Regions from separate parts of the Mus musculus genome. Here all the other regions are linked to region 3. The links are chromatin contacts, called in public Hi-C, HiChIP or PLAC-seq, Micro-C and promoter capture Hi-C maps. All regions are on one chromosome and are shown on one strand. Each heading gives the region's core, a stretch centred on a gene start, on an enhancer-like site or on the middle of the called end of the contact. The rest is flanking DNA. Distances are from core to core; before and after follow the strand shown. Region 1 has its middle 16 kb from the start of Csf2ra. Region 2 holds the start of Csf2ra (colony stimulating factor 2 receptor, alpha, low-affinity (granulocyte-macrophage)). Region 3 holds the start of Cacul1 (CDK2 associated, cullin domain 1). Region 4 has its middle 37 kb from the start of Csf2ra. Region 5 holds the start of Zfp950 (zinc finger protein 950).

What was found. Promoter capture Hi-C pulls out the DNA fragments that hold promoters and counts their contacts. A called contact is a pair of places that touch in the nucleus more often than the background predicts. HiChIP or PLAC-seq counts read pairs in DNA pulled down with a chosen protein or histone mark.
Region 1: an H3K4me3 HiChIP or PLAC-seq map of bone marrow-derived macrophages shows a contact between it and region 3, with 4 times the contacts expected there. The contact joins the enhancer-like site here to the promoter of Cacul1 in region 3. A contact is called at or near these places in 5 of 39 promoter capture datasets (embryonic stem cells, liver, pre-B cells and 1 more), 2 of 484 Hi-C or Micro-C datasets (CD4 T cells and erythroblasts) and 2 of 115 datasets of contacts at active chromatin or transcription factors (bone marrow-derived macrophages and large pre-B cells).
Region 2: a Hi-C map of natural killer cells shows a contact between it and region 3, with 31 times the contacts expected there. The contact joins the promoter of Csf2ra here to the promoter of Cacul1 in region 3. A contact is called at or near these places in 5 of 39 promoter capture datasets (embryonic stem cells, liver, pre-B cells and 1 more), 13 of 484 Hi-C or Micro-C datasets (CD4 T cells, Sertoli cells, Th1 cells and 8 more), 9 of 115 datasets of contacts at active chromatin or transcription factors (bone marrow-derived macrophages, cardiomyocytes, embryonic stem cells and 4 more) and 1 of 9 other capture datasets (pancreatic islet).
Region 4: a contact with region 3 is called in a Micro-C map of trophoblast stem cells, with 5 times the contacts expected there. The contact joins the enhancer-like site here to the promoter of Cacul1 in region 3. A contact is called at or near these places in 5 of 484 Hi-C or Micro-C datasets (embryonic stem cells, palatal mesenchyme and trophoblast stem cells) and 2 of 115 datasets of contacts at active chromatin or transcription factors (embryonic stem cells and large pre-B cells).
Region 5: a promoter capture Hi-C map of neutrophils shows a contact between it and region 3, with 2.7 times the contacts expected there. The contact joins the promoter of Zfp950 here to the promoter of Cacul1 in region 3. A contact is called at or near these places in 2 of 39 promoter capture datasets (embryonic stem cells and neutrophils), 1 of 484 Hi-C or Micro-C datasets (CD4 T cells), 3 of 115 datasets of contacts at active chromatin or transcription factors (embryonic stem cells, epiblast stem cells and large pre-B cells) and 1 of 9 other capture datasets (adipose tissue).

Annotation. Positions count from the first base shown.
Region 1 is chr19:61,243,508-61,246,207 of GRCm38.p6, reverse strand. No RefSeq gene overlaps it. Among named protein-coding and RNA genes, the nearest start is that of Csf2ra, 16 kb to the right of the region's middle. Within about 2 kb of position 1,282, at least 87 of the 459 cell types and tissues checked have an H3K27ac peak or open chromatin away from gene starts, as enhancers often do. A contact at or near this core is called in bone marrow-derived macrophages, erythroblasts and pre-B cells, where this site is marked.
Region 2 is chr19:61,227,078-61,229,777 of GRCm38.p6, reverse strand. Csf2ra (colony stimulating factor 2 receptor, alpha, low-affinity (granulocyte-macrophage)) reads left to right here and starts at 1,360. Exons shown (of 12, transcript NM_009970.2): 1 at 1,360-1,439; 2 at 2,413-2,506; 3 at 2,594-2,700. The coding sequence starts at 2,413.
Region 3 is chr19:60,579,579-60,582,278 of GRCm38.p6, reverse strand. It overlaps Cacul1 (CDK2 associated, cullin domain 1), which reads left to right and starts at 1,256. Exons shown (of 9, transcript NM_030197.2): 1 at 1,256-1,951. The coding sequence starts at 1,561.
Region 4 is chr19:61,264,441-61,267,140 of GRCm38.p6, reverse strand. No RefSeq gene overlaps it. Among named protein-coding and RNA genes, the nearest start is that of Csf2ra, 37 kb to the right of the region's middle. Within about 2 kb of position 1,335, at least 152 of the 459 cell types and tissues checked have an H3K27ac peak or open chromatin away from gene starts, as enhancers often do. A contact at or near this core is called in trophoblast stem cells, where this site is marked.
Region 5 is chr19:61,139,534-61,142,233 of GRCm38.p6, reverse strand. It overlaps Zfp950 (zinc finger protein 950), which reads left to right and starts at 1,394. Exons shown (of 3, transcript NM_001001737.2): 1 at 1,394-1,529. The coding sequence starts at 1,527.

The DNA of each region.
Region 1 (2,700 bases), core at 33-2,532, 660 kb before region 3:
ACTGCAGAGGCCACCTCCTATAGCTGGAAAGAAACCCCATTGGAGTGATAGGGACATCAACACACCCTCAAAACTTTGCACACAAAATTTACTTTGTCCACAAGAAATACATGCATGGGCAATGGACCAGAAACTGAGGGAATGGCCATCCAATAACCAGCCCAACTTGAGACCCATCTTATGGGCAAACACCAATTCCTGACACTATTTTTAAAAGATTTATTTATTGATTTATTGATTGCATATGAGCACACTGTAGATGTACAGATGGTTGTGAACCATCATGTGGTTGATGGGAATTGAACTCTGGCTCTGCTCACTCCAGCCCTGCTCGCTCCAGCCCAAAGATTTATTTATTGAATCTAATTACACTGTATCTGTCTTAATACACACCAAAAGAGGGTGCCAGATCTCATTATGGTTGGTTGTGAGCCATCATGTGGTTGCTGGGATTTGAACTCAGGATATTTGGAAGAGCAGTCAGTGCTCTTAACTGCTCAGTCATCTCTCCAGCCCAATCCCTGACACTACTAATGATGCTTCATTATACCTGCAGACAGGAGTCTAACATAACTGTACTTCAAGAGGCTCCATCTAGCAGCTGACAAAAACTGATGCAGAGACTCACAGCTAAACATTGGATGGAGCTTCAGGACTATTGTGGAAGAGTTGGGAGAAAAATTGAGGGCCTTGATAGAGATAGAAAGTCCACAGACAGACCAGCAGTGTCAACTAACTTGGACTCTTGGGGACTGTCAGAGATGGAACCATCAACCAAAGAGCACTCACAGACTAGACTTAGGCCTCCTGCACATATGTAGCAGATGTGCAACTTGGCATGTGCACTTCCCAACAACTGGAACAGAGATTATCTCTAACCCTTTTGCATGTCTGGGGACTACGCTTCCCGAACTGCATTGAGTTGATGTGCCAGGGTCAGGGGGCCGCCATCTTATCAATGGAGAAGTGGAGATAAGGGGGAGGACTGTGTGAGAGGGCTCAGGGGAGGGGAGAGCAAGTTGGGATGTAAAGTGAATTTAAAAAGTACTCCATTCACCAGAGTGTCAGATTCCCATGCCATCCTGAAACAAAGGACACTAATATCATCCTACTTCAAGGGATAGAGTGAGGAGATTATGGCCTGTTTGAGGTTGAACAGTATTAAGTGTTACCCTCCCATTTTAAATGGAGGCCAATGACATTCCTCCAGGGAGCATGAGTGCCTGGAACATTGAGATAGAATCTGCAGTGTCAGATGAGGAACTTTGTTCAGAATAGAAACGTTGAGAAAGAAGAAGTGGTGAGTTTTAGATGCAGACAGTTAAGTGGGAGGGGCTGACTCTTCTAGCAATGAGGAAGTAAGAAAATGAAATAGCAAGCAATGAATGAAACACATTGGGAGAGGCCTAAGCTTCCTTCAATGCAGCAAATATGTCTTGGGAACATTTCTCCAACCTCCTTCTCGGGGGACCTTCTGTCTTGTAATGGTCCTGTTCACTTTTTAGTCAATCCAGGAAAAGTATGGTTCTCTGTAGGTCTTATTTCCCCACTCTTACTTCTGACATTAACTTCTAAGACTTTTGTCCTAACGTGTTCCTATTGCTGTCCCCTGGCAGCTGTGCTCTCTGGAAAGTTGGCTCTTCGACCTCTTGAACTACATACAGGTTTCTCAGTGTACACCAGGTTTCCAGTTTTTGTGAGCTGTCAACTATTCTGAGTTTGAATGTGTTGAGGCAGCTCTCATTAGGTGTTTTTTGTTCCTGAAAACAACTGCTAATCCCCATTTCTCTAAATAATGCCACAAAACTCCATGCTTCACCTATTTGATTGTTGGTGTTATTCTTACTTTGCTCTGTCATCAGCTTCATGCCTAGCATGAATAGATGATTGTTCACAACTACCCATAAATGGTTCTATATAAAGGCTTGACTTACTATTTGTGTGCTGAACTCTGAATTTCCTTAGTGGCTGTGTATAAAGGATGGAAATTGAAAGCCACCCCTAAAGCAAGGATATCACATATAAACTAATATCACCTTCCTAAGTTACTAATGTAGCTCCCTGGGATCCAGATGCATTCTGACTGGAGTATGTTGGTACCAAACTCATTGACCACAGTGCAGTTTTCCCTTTCTGTACCTTTCAGCACCTCTAACATTCTGTGACACAGCAAACATCATCTTCACCAGTGAATAAGCATGTTGCTTGCGGCTAAACTTATCTCGTCCAAAATTAATAACTAAGTTAATCAGGTTTTATTTGTACTGACACAGAATCAAGTATTAAATTATAAAATCAGAAAGTGAACTGATAGATATAGAAGGGGGAAATACAGCTTGAGATTGATATTTTGTTGTTGTTGTTGTTAATTAGTTGATGTTGAAATGGAGATCATATCTTGGATTATCAGCATGGGCTACTATCTGCTATCCTTCCAGGGATGGATACAGCATGAGTTTCAAGCTGAAACAGATACTTAGATGGGAGAATATGTCTATTTGTAAAAGTGGGAGTTAGTCTATTTTAGTTTTACTGTGAACATCAGAGAATAAGCAGAGCTATCTAAGTACCCATCTGCAAATAGAGCACAGGGCATACAGACATACTAAAACTCTGTTGGGGCCCTGACACTACCACATCTACCATAGTGGAGGAAGTTTCCATGAAGTCATCCTTTATGACACTATGTCCAGGAAATGG
Region 2 (2,700 bases), core at 111-2,610, 650 kb before region 3:
TAGAAGAGAGAGGAGAGGGGGGAGGGAGGAAAGGCTAGAGAGAAAGAGAAAGAAGGAGAGAGGAGAGGAAAGAAGAAGACAAAGAGAAAGGGAAGAGGAGAGAAGTGAGAGAAGTGAGAGGTGAGAGGACAAAGGAGTAAGAGAGCGAGGTGGGGGCTAAGCACCCCTTTTTATGGTCTTCCCTGTTGCTAGGTAACTGGGGAGGAGTTTAGCCTGAAGGTCAGATTGACCATGCTTCTCTTGGGGCTGTGGGAGGTGGTAAGGAGCATGAGGGAATGCCTACCGTGTCATGAGGGTGAATTATGACTATCGGGGTTCAGACCTCAGATCGACTGGAGACCAGCCTGCAATTCCCCACAATACCATGTAGGTTTTTAAAACTAATAAAATTTATCTTAAAACATACAACTCAGTATTGATATTTTTAAAGTCATTAAAATAATTCATAATAGTTTAAATGCCTCTTAAATGTACATGACATCTTCGGAAGCAGACATTAATACACACTCTACCAGTTTTTAAAATCTGTTTGGAACATTAAACACGACAGAAAATCTCTCATGAGTCCTCTGTGGACAGAAATTGTGACGAGTTCCTGATTTTACAGAAACGTCCATCTCCGCGCAGTGTGTGTGTGTGTGTGGCTTCACAGAATGAGCTGGGTGGAAGCATCCACCAGGCCCGCCTGACCCTGGGCTGTCTTGGGTGGGAGACTTCACAGCTGTCTCTGGGTTCTGGGTCCTGGGACCGTTAGGTGGCTTCCGTGATTTTAACTGTGGTGCCTGTGCTGTGTAGAAAATTGTCCGTTTCATCCAGATTTGGTTTTCCCCAATTTGGAAATTAACGATGACGCAAGGAGATGTGAACCTAAGGATCACCTGTTGAACCTAACCCTTATCAATATGATCAACAGGATCAAGACTTTGCATGTCAGAGTCTTCCCACTGTGTAAGCGCGTGCTCACATGTGTGGTCACACTGTGTGCATCAGGGTAAGACTGTCGGTGATGTCACACTGTGCTGAGTGGTCACACTGTGTCCACAAGGGGTCAGATGCAGTGACTGACGTCACACCGTGTGTAGCCAGGCTGTGTGCGTGGCAGTGTGACGCGCCCGAACAGCCACACAGTAGGCTCACGTCCCGGTGTGCTGCCCCACTGCACGAGGTTGCATGGCGTCACACAGCGGGCCAACCGCCTGGCGCGTATACTTACTGTGCGCATTTGACATCATGCTGCCTGCACGGGACACTCGGACCCCGCCCCCGGTGACGTCACCGGGCCCCACCCAGCCACCCACCCCTGCCTGCCTTGTTCCTTCCCCTCTAGGTTTCCCAACCTGCAGATGAGGAAGAGGAAGCGGGAGACAGACGGACAGACGGACGGACACAGACGCTGCGCCCAGGCCTCACCATCCATCGCAGGAAGCCCCCTGTCTCAGGTCAGAGCCCCTCCACCCCTTTCCACCTCACCCTGCCTGACATGACGTCACCCAGAAGCCCCTCCCACCTGGCCCTACTGTGTGCCCAGCACACCCTGGGGTTTAGAAAACGATGGGGCTAGGGGACGGAGAGACCGGAAGGGGGGGGCAGTGGGACATGCAGACCTACTGTGTGTGCCCTGGGTCTCGGGTACAAGGTCCCCACCACCCGTGGGTCTGAGCCCTGGGGATGGTTTGGGGTGGGGTCAGAGGTAACAGAGGCCAAGGGGGGCTTAGAAGCCGGAGTTGGGGGGCGTGGCCTCCGCCTGCCAATCCCCCGCAACCTCTGACCTCTGTGTAGTACTGGGGTCAGGAGATGTGGTTCACCTCCAGGAGTCAGGGGTCTGGAGATGGTGGAGTTGAGGCAGGGGGATGGCTTCAAGTGCGTTTCCTCCAAAGCCCGGGGCGGGGGTGGGGGGTGGGGGAAGCGGGGAGTTGCGGATCGCCCCTAAGCCCGACTGCGGAGACCCCGCGGACGCCGCCCCCGCCCTCCCCACTCCCCGCGAGCGAGCGTCCTTGGCCCGACAGGAAGTGGGGACTGGAGAAAAGGAAGTGGCTGCAGCTGAGCTTGGAGCACGGCGGGGTTGGGGAAAGGCGGGTCCAGGCGGCGGTGGAGCGTGAGGGGGAAAGGGTCTGACCTACACACAGTCAGGCCACAGGCAGGCAGGGCGACCCCCGATCCCCTCGACCGCCTCCCCACCGCGCGGACAAAGCGGGTCCACATATAAGCAAAGATTCACGGGGAATCAATAGGATAACGTCACCAAGAGAGGAGCTGAGACAGGGGCATGGCTCAGATGGCAGAGCCCAGCCTCTGTACCCACCACAAATCATGCTGTAGTGAGTGGGTGGGACGGGGCCAGAGAATGCCCCGCCCACCCTAGTGCGCCAGACAGGATAACACCTCGGCTCTGCCCACTCATCTGACTGACAGATGACGTCATCACATGCCATGAACATCACCCCCCTGGCTCAGCTCGCCCTGCTCTTCTCCACGCTACTGCTTCCGGGAACTCAGGCCCTTCTGGGTTAGTGACGCTAGGTGGGCGGGGTCGGAAGTCACGGTGGGCGGGGCCGCGTCCAACAGAGCCACCTCACCCTCCTCCCCCTTCCAGCTCCGACCACACCGGACGCCGGCTCCGCCCTCAACCTGACCTTCGACCCCTGGACTCGGACGCTGACCTGGGCCTGCGACACCGCCGCGGGGAACGTCACGGTGACG
Region 3 (2,700 bases), core at 7-2,506:
CACACACTTTTGATCTAGAACTTGAGGCACAGTGCCCAGGAAAAGCTTAGGCCCAGACAAGATGGTATACACATTTAATCCCAGGAGACAGAGGCAAGCATATCTCTGAGTTCAAGCCCAGCCTGAGACAGAGCAAGTTCCATTAAACAAAAGCTTAGGTCCAGGCATGGTGGTACACATCTTTAATCTGGGCCGCACCTTCTGCTGGAGGTCTACATAAGGACAATGGAAAAAGCATTCATTCTTTGCCTGCTTGCACTTGCCAACACATCTGTTGGAACCTATTTCTTCAGGATTCTAGTTTATACAGAAGACCAGCTGACTTAGCCTGGTGGGATTGAGCAACTACTTAGATTCTTAGAGCTCCCCATCACAGCTGGCCATTGCTAAGTTAGCTGGACTGCAGACTGTCATTCATCCCAATAATTTCTCTTAATACATAGAGACATTCCATAAGTTCTGTGACTCTAGAGAACCCTAATAGTTTCTAACTGCACAGTGGTCAGAGAATGTGGTTATGTCAGTCCTCAGACATGCAGAGACACTTGCTTAGAGACACAGTATGTTTATCTTTTGTAAATGTTTCACATACTCTGGGAAGGAATGTATATTGTGCAATTTCTGAATCAATATTCTGTCCTTCTTAGTTTGGGATACCTAGGGCTAAAAAACGGCACACACCAACAGTCTACCCTTTGGAGTCTGTACCCAGGGCCTACTGCCACACTGTCCTTTCATTCCCCAAGCAAAGGCTCAGGCTGCGAGGTCAAGGTCTGGGTGGCAAAAAGCCTGTGTCGGTGGGGGACCCTCACTATGGAAAGGTTAGCCAGCATGGGGTATGAAGGGACACTCAGAAGGCTGAGGAAAGAGGACTGCTTGGAGTTAGTTGGAGCCCAGTTTGGAGTACAAAAAGAAAAAAGAAAAGACGAAAAGACTAAAAAAGAAAAGGGAAGGGGGCTGTTAAACATAAGAGCGTTGGTGCGCCGTTTTTGGGTCCACTCTCGGGCACACCCAGACTAGTTGTGGCAACAAGTTAGAGAATGCGCGTGCGCAGACCAAAGTCCTTTATCACGTAATGTCGGCCGGGGGCGGGGCCAGCGAATCCGGGTCTGGACACCTGGTCTAAACTGATGGGGAGGGGGGAGTGGGGAGGGGAGGGAGAGGGAATCGCGCCGCTGGGTGCATTCGCCTTGAGGTGACTCATAGCTCCCGCCCCCTTTTCGCCCAGCTTTCTCCAGGCCGTCCCTCGCATCACGTGCCTTCCTGGCCGCTCCCCCAGAGCCCTTTCCAAAGGCCAGAAGAAACTGCTGTAAAATGTCGTGAGGGACGTCAGCCCTTTGCGGCTGCCTCTCAGAACCAGACCCCGGGAGTGCCCACCTCAGTCAGCGGTTCCTCCGGCGGAGTCGTCTTGACGGAGGGCGAAAGCGCTCGGTGCGCCACTGGATTTTCCGCCGCACCCGCGAGGGCTCCGGGCGATGTGAACTCGAGGCGGCTTCTGCGCTCCCAGGCCCGGGGGCTGAGGTGGGCGGGCAGGTGCCTGGGAAGCCGCGGCCCGGCGGGATGGAGGAGAGCATGGAGGAGGAGGAAATGCTCACCTACGAGGCAATGATGGACGACCAGAATCACAACAACTGGGAGGCCGCCGCGGACAGTTTCCGCCAGCCTCCGCCGGCCCCGCCGCTGCCCCCGCCGCCGCCGCCGCGGCCCTCGTCGTCCATCCCGGATCCAGGCCGAGAACTCCCGGGGGGACAGCTGCTGGCTGTGCACGCGGGCTCCATGGAGAGGAAGGGTCCTAAGGAAGGGCTCCCGATGGGGCCTCCGCCCTTGCCGGAACCAAACGGGGTGATCATGATGTTGAAGAGCTGCGACGCAGCCGCCGCGGTGGCCAAGACGGCCCCTGCCCCCACCTCCAGCTCCACTATCAACATCAACACCTCCACCTCCAAGTTCCGTGAGTCTGTCCCTCCTCCACGACCCCACCCCCACCCCCCAGCCAGGCTTCTCCACACCAGCTCGTGGAATCCCCCCGCCCTGAGAGTAACTCCACTTCCTTTGTTCCAGGCTTAGTTCTCTTTCCTTCTCTTAACCCTCCCACCCTGATTCGGTGTCTGCGGCCAGTATCCGGCCAGCCAGCCAGTGTTGCCTGTTACACCTGCGCAGCCTCAGCTTATGCTTTAGAAAAGATCTTTAATACTCCTGATCATCTCTCAACATTAGTAAGCTCTTCTCTAGGGTGTCCCCTTCAAAGTTTCACCTTACAGAGCGAGAGGGAAAAGTAAGGCGGTCTTGAATTTCGTTAGAGGCCTTTCGTCTTTTTTTTTCAACCAGAGAGCAAAGAAATGTGTTCTTGTATTCTTTGCCGCTGTACTTTTAGCAAATCGGGCTTCTGAACGTTGGTCTCTAGCAACTCTTTGTTCTCTGTGAGTTTTTGCATCCTGTCAGGGAATTCTTAGTTACTTCTACTATGTAGTGGGAACTGCTACAAGTCTTTGAAGTTGATGTGTAAAATCACGTTCCAGAGAAGCGGTTCAGCAAGTGACTGTAACCAGGATCCTACCGCAGGTTGAACTTTTTAGCGGTCTGCCTTGAAATTCACTTGCAGATAGAAGATAAAAACTGACCCCAAAATGTTCACAATCAGGCAGTGTGCTTCCATAGCTAGGTAAAGAATAAGGTAGTAGTGCTTTTTAGTTCAGAGTG
Region 4 (2,700 bases), core at 86-2,585, 680 kb before region 3:
GGTGGCAGCGAGCACCAGAAAACAACAAACCCCAAGCGGTAGTGTTTTTAAAATGAGACCTAAATGGAGTGGAACTGAGATCGCGAGCCACCCTCCTCTTCCACCGTGCTTAGATGCTCCCTTCCCCTTACTGTAGCCCCTTCCCCTAATTGTGCCTGTTCCCTTGCCCCGCTGACCGATTCGCTAGCCACGTACTTTGACTTAGAGAGTGATTTCGCCTGTTTTCACAGCTCCCTGTCATACATTCGTTTTTGGGTGTCTGAGTCCAGCCCGCGTTCGCTATGTTCGGGTGGGACGATGGGGACCGTTTGTGCCACTCGGGAGAAGTGGTGAGTGGGTACGCTGCTCCATCATGCGTGCGTGAGTGTCGTCCCCCACCCCTTCCCCTTCCCCGCCCCCCCCCCACCCCCCCAAGCTAGGGAGGACCGTCGGGAGAGACGGAATAAGTGAGTGAATGTGGCGGCGCGTGAGCGATCTGTATTGGTTTGTTTAGTTGATCCAGACCGTTGTTGACGGGCGACACCTAGTGTTGACAAGTTTCCGCAACGCTCCTGCCTTCTCCGGTTGGTGACACAGGACAGGGAAGTGCCTGCGATGAGGCGGCCAGGGTCGGGCAAGCAGGCGGGTGCATCTCGGAGATAGAGAGTCTCTACCAAGGAGGTTGTACCGGGAGATCTACAGGGCAGGGGTTGTTGCTGTACGCCCTATTAGGAAAAATGGTAGGGTTGGTGGCAGCTTGATCAGGTCGACCAGAAGGCTCAAGTCTTGCCCCTGCCCCAGAGATTTCTTTTTTCCTTCTCCCCTAGCACCCTTTCTCCAGGAGTCAGTGAGCTCTGGATTTCTGAGGCTGAAAGGGTGCTATGGCCCCGACTTGATAGATGACATGGAAAGAAAGAAACCAAACACAAGCCCACTAGATGACAAGTGACAGCAATCACAGCTGAAATATAACACACACACATACAAATTCTGTCATAAAATCCAACGTGCCTTCATGATCAAAGTTTGATAGTCAATAGTACTAGAAGAAAAATATGTCTGTAAAATAAAAGCCAGAACCTTTTCTGCTTTGTCTTATTTTGCTTCAAAGTAGGGTTTCTCTTGGTGTACCTCAGCAGCCCTGCCTGGAATTTGCTCTGTAGGCTTGGGTAGCCTCAAACTTACAGAGGTCCTCTCTGCCTGCCTGCCTCTGCTACCCATGCAGCTGGGCAGAAGCTACAATCTTTTTTCTTTTCATTTATTGGTTATTATTATTATTAGTTTTCAATGTATGTATTTGTGTGCTCTATCTGCTGCCTATATGCCTGCATGCCAGAAGAGGGCACCAGAACCTAGGAGAACCCACCATGCAGGTCCTGAGAATTAAAAGAAGAAAAAAGAAAATTCTTATCACATAGAGGGTAAATATCTGGCCGGCTCTTGTAGTGCTGTTTAAGGCTTACTGTAAATAATAAAAATTGTGTGTCTTTTATCCAAAAACAGAATGAACGTGTTGTGCCTGTGTGTCTGTTTCTACTTCCTTGTTCTGTCACTCAGTTGCACATTGACCTCACCAAGATGGAAGACCACATGTGGATGGCAGCCATCTTGTCCACTGACAGACCTCATCAAGATGGAGGTGGCTGGCCATCATGTGACCTACTGTTCCAGGTTGCTTTTGTTTCCAGGCTGCCTTTACCAGCCTCTAGGTGGCCCAGTTTGCATGTGCAAAGCTCATGACAAGGAAGCTCCCAAAAACAGCCAGAACCCTAGACCATCCACAGACAGCCTCATGGTTTTTTCTCCTGCTTTTGTATAATACGTTAAAATGCCAGACCCTGAATCAGTCATTCTAAATTCTTTTGGTTAATTTTAATTAAAATGCATAATAAAAGATAAATATAATCAGTCATCCTGGAACTCCTTTGATGTAACTCAGTCTGTAGACTAAGCTAGCTGCAAAATTACAGTGATCCACCACCTCCCTCTGCTACCACCACTGCCTGGTAAAAGCTAGAATCATAGAAAGAAAGGGGAAAGAAAAAAAAGATAAGAATCTTAGCTGGTCATAGTGGTGTACAACTTTCATGCCAGCATTTGAAAAGCAGAAGCAGGCTCTTACAGGTTACAGTCTGGTCTACAAAGTGGGATCCAAGACAGCCAGGACTGCTTACACTAAGAAACCCTGTATGAAAAAAATAAAAATAAAATTTAAAAAGAAAAGAAAAGAGAGAGAGAGAAGAAAAGAAAAGAAAAAAGAAAGAAGATAGAAAAGAAAGAGAAACAGGAAGACTTAGGAGATAGTTTTAGTTGATTCGTGATATCATTTCTCTTCATAGGCAGGCAGGCAGCCATACTTGTTTGGTTTGGTTTGGTTTGGTTTGGTTTGGTTTGGTTTGGTTTGGTTTGGTTTGGTTTTCAGGAAGTGTAGCCTAGGTCATATACAAGCACAGGCACAAGAAATAAATAAGGATCTCTGAAACACAATTCTGGGGGGGGGGGTGCTAGCTTGGCCATGGAGACACACACACACTAATAAAATCAGGTCGTCAGGCATCTTGGCTAGCAGGTGTGTGTGTGTGTGTGTGTGTGTGTGTGTGTGTGTGTGTGTGTGTGTGTCCATCTGTCCCTCTGTCTGTCTGTCTGTCCCTCTGTCTGACTGTCTGTGCAGAACTGCATATGTCCCAGTACTTATCAGTCAGGGCCACAATTCAGGTTCCA
Region 5 (2,700 bases), core at 145-2,644, 560 kb before region 3:
TACTAAATGTGCATTAATAAATAAATAAATAAATAAATCTTAAATTTTTTTCTTTATAAAAAATTATCAAACCTATTCTCAAAGCTATTTTGTGTCTTATAATGGACTTAGTGCAGTTCTTTTTGTTCAGAAACACTGTACCCCTGAACTTTTTTTTTTTTTTAAACTGCACTAAAACTTTGCCATTGGTAAGCCACTGAGCTGATGTGCAGCAGGGCAGGGTAGAATATGATAGGGGTGAAAGGAATTTCCCCACTGCCCTCTGAAGGTTTGCTGGAATACAATGTCTAGGATAAATTAAATGGGAGAAAAGTGTGTGAATGCGTTATTGTCCTTAAGTACAGCCCAACGTGATTCAGAAAGTTTTTGGCCCCACTCTTTCTAGGAGAATTGAAGTACAGGAAATGTCAGAAAACAACATGCTGGGTTTTTCTCTTCTTCTTGTTGAGCTTTTTTATTTTGTTTTTATTATCAACCTTATACAAGTGGAGCTCATCTTCAAAGAGGACTTCTTTCCCACCCAAACCACCCCATGCAAAAGCAAGAGGTTTATTTTCCAGAGCATTGAGACGAGTTAATAAGAAGGCGACCCCAAATGGCCATTACAGTTTTTATACTTTTTAGGAGCACAGGTTACACCAGCAAGATTATACCTCAACCTTATTGGCTAAGCATATTGACCTTTAAACCTATTGGCTAGCAAGCATGACAGGTATTTGAACTCTACCTGGGACTTTCCCGAGGGTCAGGTAACTATCAGTCAGTTTTTTTCCACCTTCCCAAGGAGGAAGATGTGCTGGCTAACAATAGTGCTCCATAGTGTTTGTCATCTATTTCTTGCTTTTGTCCCCCAGCGTTGTCTCATACTTACCAGGTGAAAAATAGCTGCTGCAGTTTACCTAAACATCTTATTATCTTATTTCCTAAAATCTCTCTTTAATTGTTAATACCCTGGGCATCCTTCCACTTGAGGACCAGATTGAAAACTCTACTGCAAGTTGAGTAATGGGCTATGTAAAGGCTATTCCAGGAGGAAGAAGGAAGTGCCTCCGGAGTACTGAGGGGAGTTCAAGCAAGGGCTGAAGTGGCAAGGTAGTGAGTGCAGGATCTATTGCCACAAAGGGAGGAGCAGGTGGCTGAGCAGCGGAAACTGGAGTGGTGGTTCCTCCCGCGGGGCTGGGTGGGAAGACAGACAGGTAGGATATTGGAGGACAGGCACAAGTGCTACTGAAATGTACATCTCTGCACATCTGGAAAACCTTTTGCCCTGGACTGGAAGCCTGAACCGGGAACTTCTAAGTTGTGTACGTCAGCACGCTCTTACCCTAAGGGAGGTGCTCAAGTCACACAAGACTCACTGGCCAATCAGAGGCTTCAGATGGACCTGCCAGTCAGAAAAGGAGGAGGATTCATCCGGGTGTCGAGCAGCAAGTTCCGCTCTGAGACTGAGCAGTCTTGAAGGTTTCTGTGTGATGTACTCTGAACTCTGCTACTGGGTACTGTGAGGGACGCTCTGAAGTCGCGACATGGTGAGCACAGGGTCACTGCCCACAATGGGGAAGAGCAGGCTGCTGAGCCTCGGGAGCTGTTGTGGTGGGTCTTCCCTGGGGCTAGGTGGGAAGTGTCAGCCAGATGCGGCTACCTGTCAGGTCCCTTGTGGTCATAGTCATTCCCTGGATCCGGCGGTAGCCACTGAATAACTTCACTATGGGAGCTGTGACTGGGCAAAACTTTTAGAGTTGGGACTTGTGTGTAGAAACATCCTTGGCAGGATGCCAAACTCGGAGAGCCCTAGTTTCCCTTTTGTCTTCTACATTTAATATTTAGATGTAAGATCCATTTGGACTTAAGTTTGTGGAGGTTGTAAAAGGCATCTCATGCATTGGGTAGCAATCCAATATTAAGCTGAGATGTAGAAGAGTAGAATTGATGATGTAAAGGATCTACCAATGCTTAGGAGATAGTAGAATTTACTTCAGGGAGAACTGCTATAAACACTCCACAGATAAGTAGTGTGCTAACCAGACCTGTTAGAGATTAGGATACTAGGATACACATGTTTATTCACGAAGATTATCCAGAAATTTGGCTCTAGACCATAGCAAAGAAGACACCTCTTATTTACAACTAGCCACTAAGCCCATCCTCATATAAAAGAGCAGGCCTTTAGCAAACTGCTCAAGGAGGCATTACATGGTCACAACCAACATTAAAGCCTGGTGTGCCATAAAGACCCAGTTTTCTTCTTGAGAAAACCATAGTTCTGCCACACAGGCAAGACTACACCAGGTGACAACCATTTGAAAACAAAAAACATTGTTGTGTCAAGGGCTAGCTTAATCAAGCAAGGCTTTCCATGAGGCCCTCAGATATGGAGAAGGAAACCCAGGAACATGCTTTTCAGAGCCAGTAGCAGACTGAGGCCTGGACCTGGAGAGTTTTTCCTAAGGACCTGATGAATTGAGAATAAAATAGAGCTCCTCTAAAGCAAGGGATATGCTTGTGAGAACTGTTAGTGGTCTGGGGCTCTGGGAGGGGTTGCTTCACATCCTGAACCAACTCTTCCTACCACATGGGACTGTGGCTATCAGTCCTAAATCCACTGTCAGTAATGTTCTTGAGATACCCTGTGTCCTGCTTTGGACCGCTGTTTATTAGACACCTTCTGAGTTTGTCCCATTGTATGATAGTTGCTGCTGA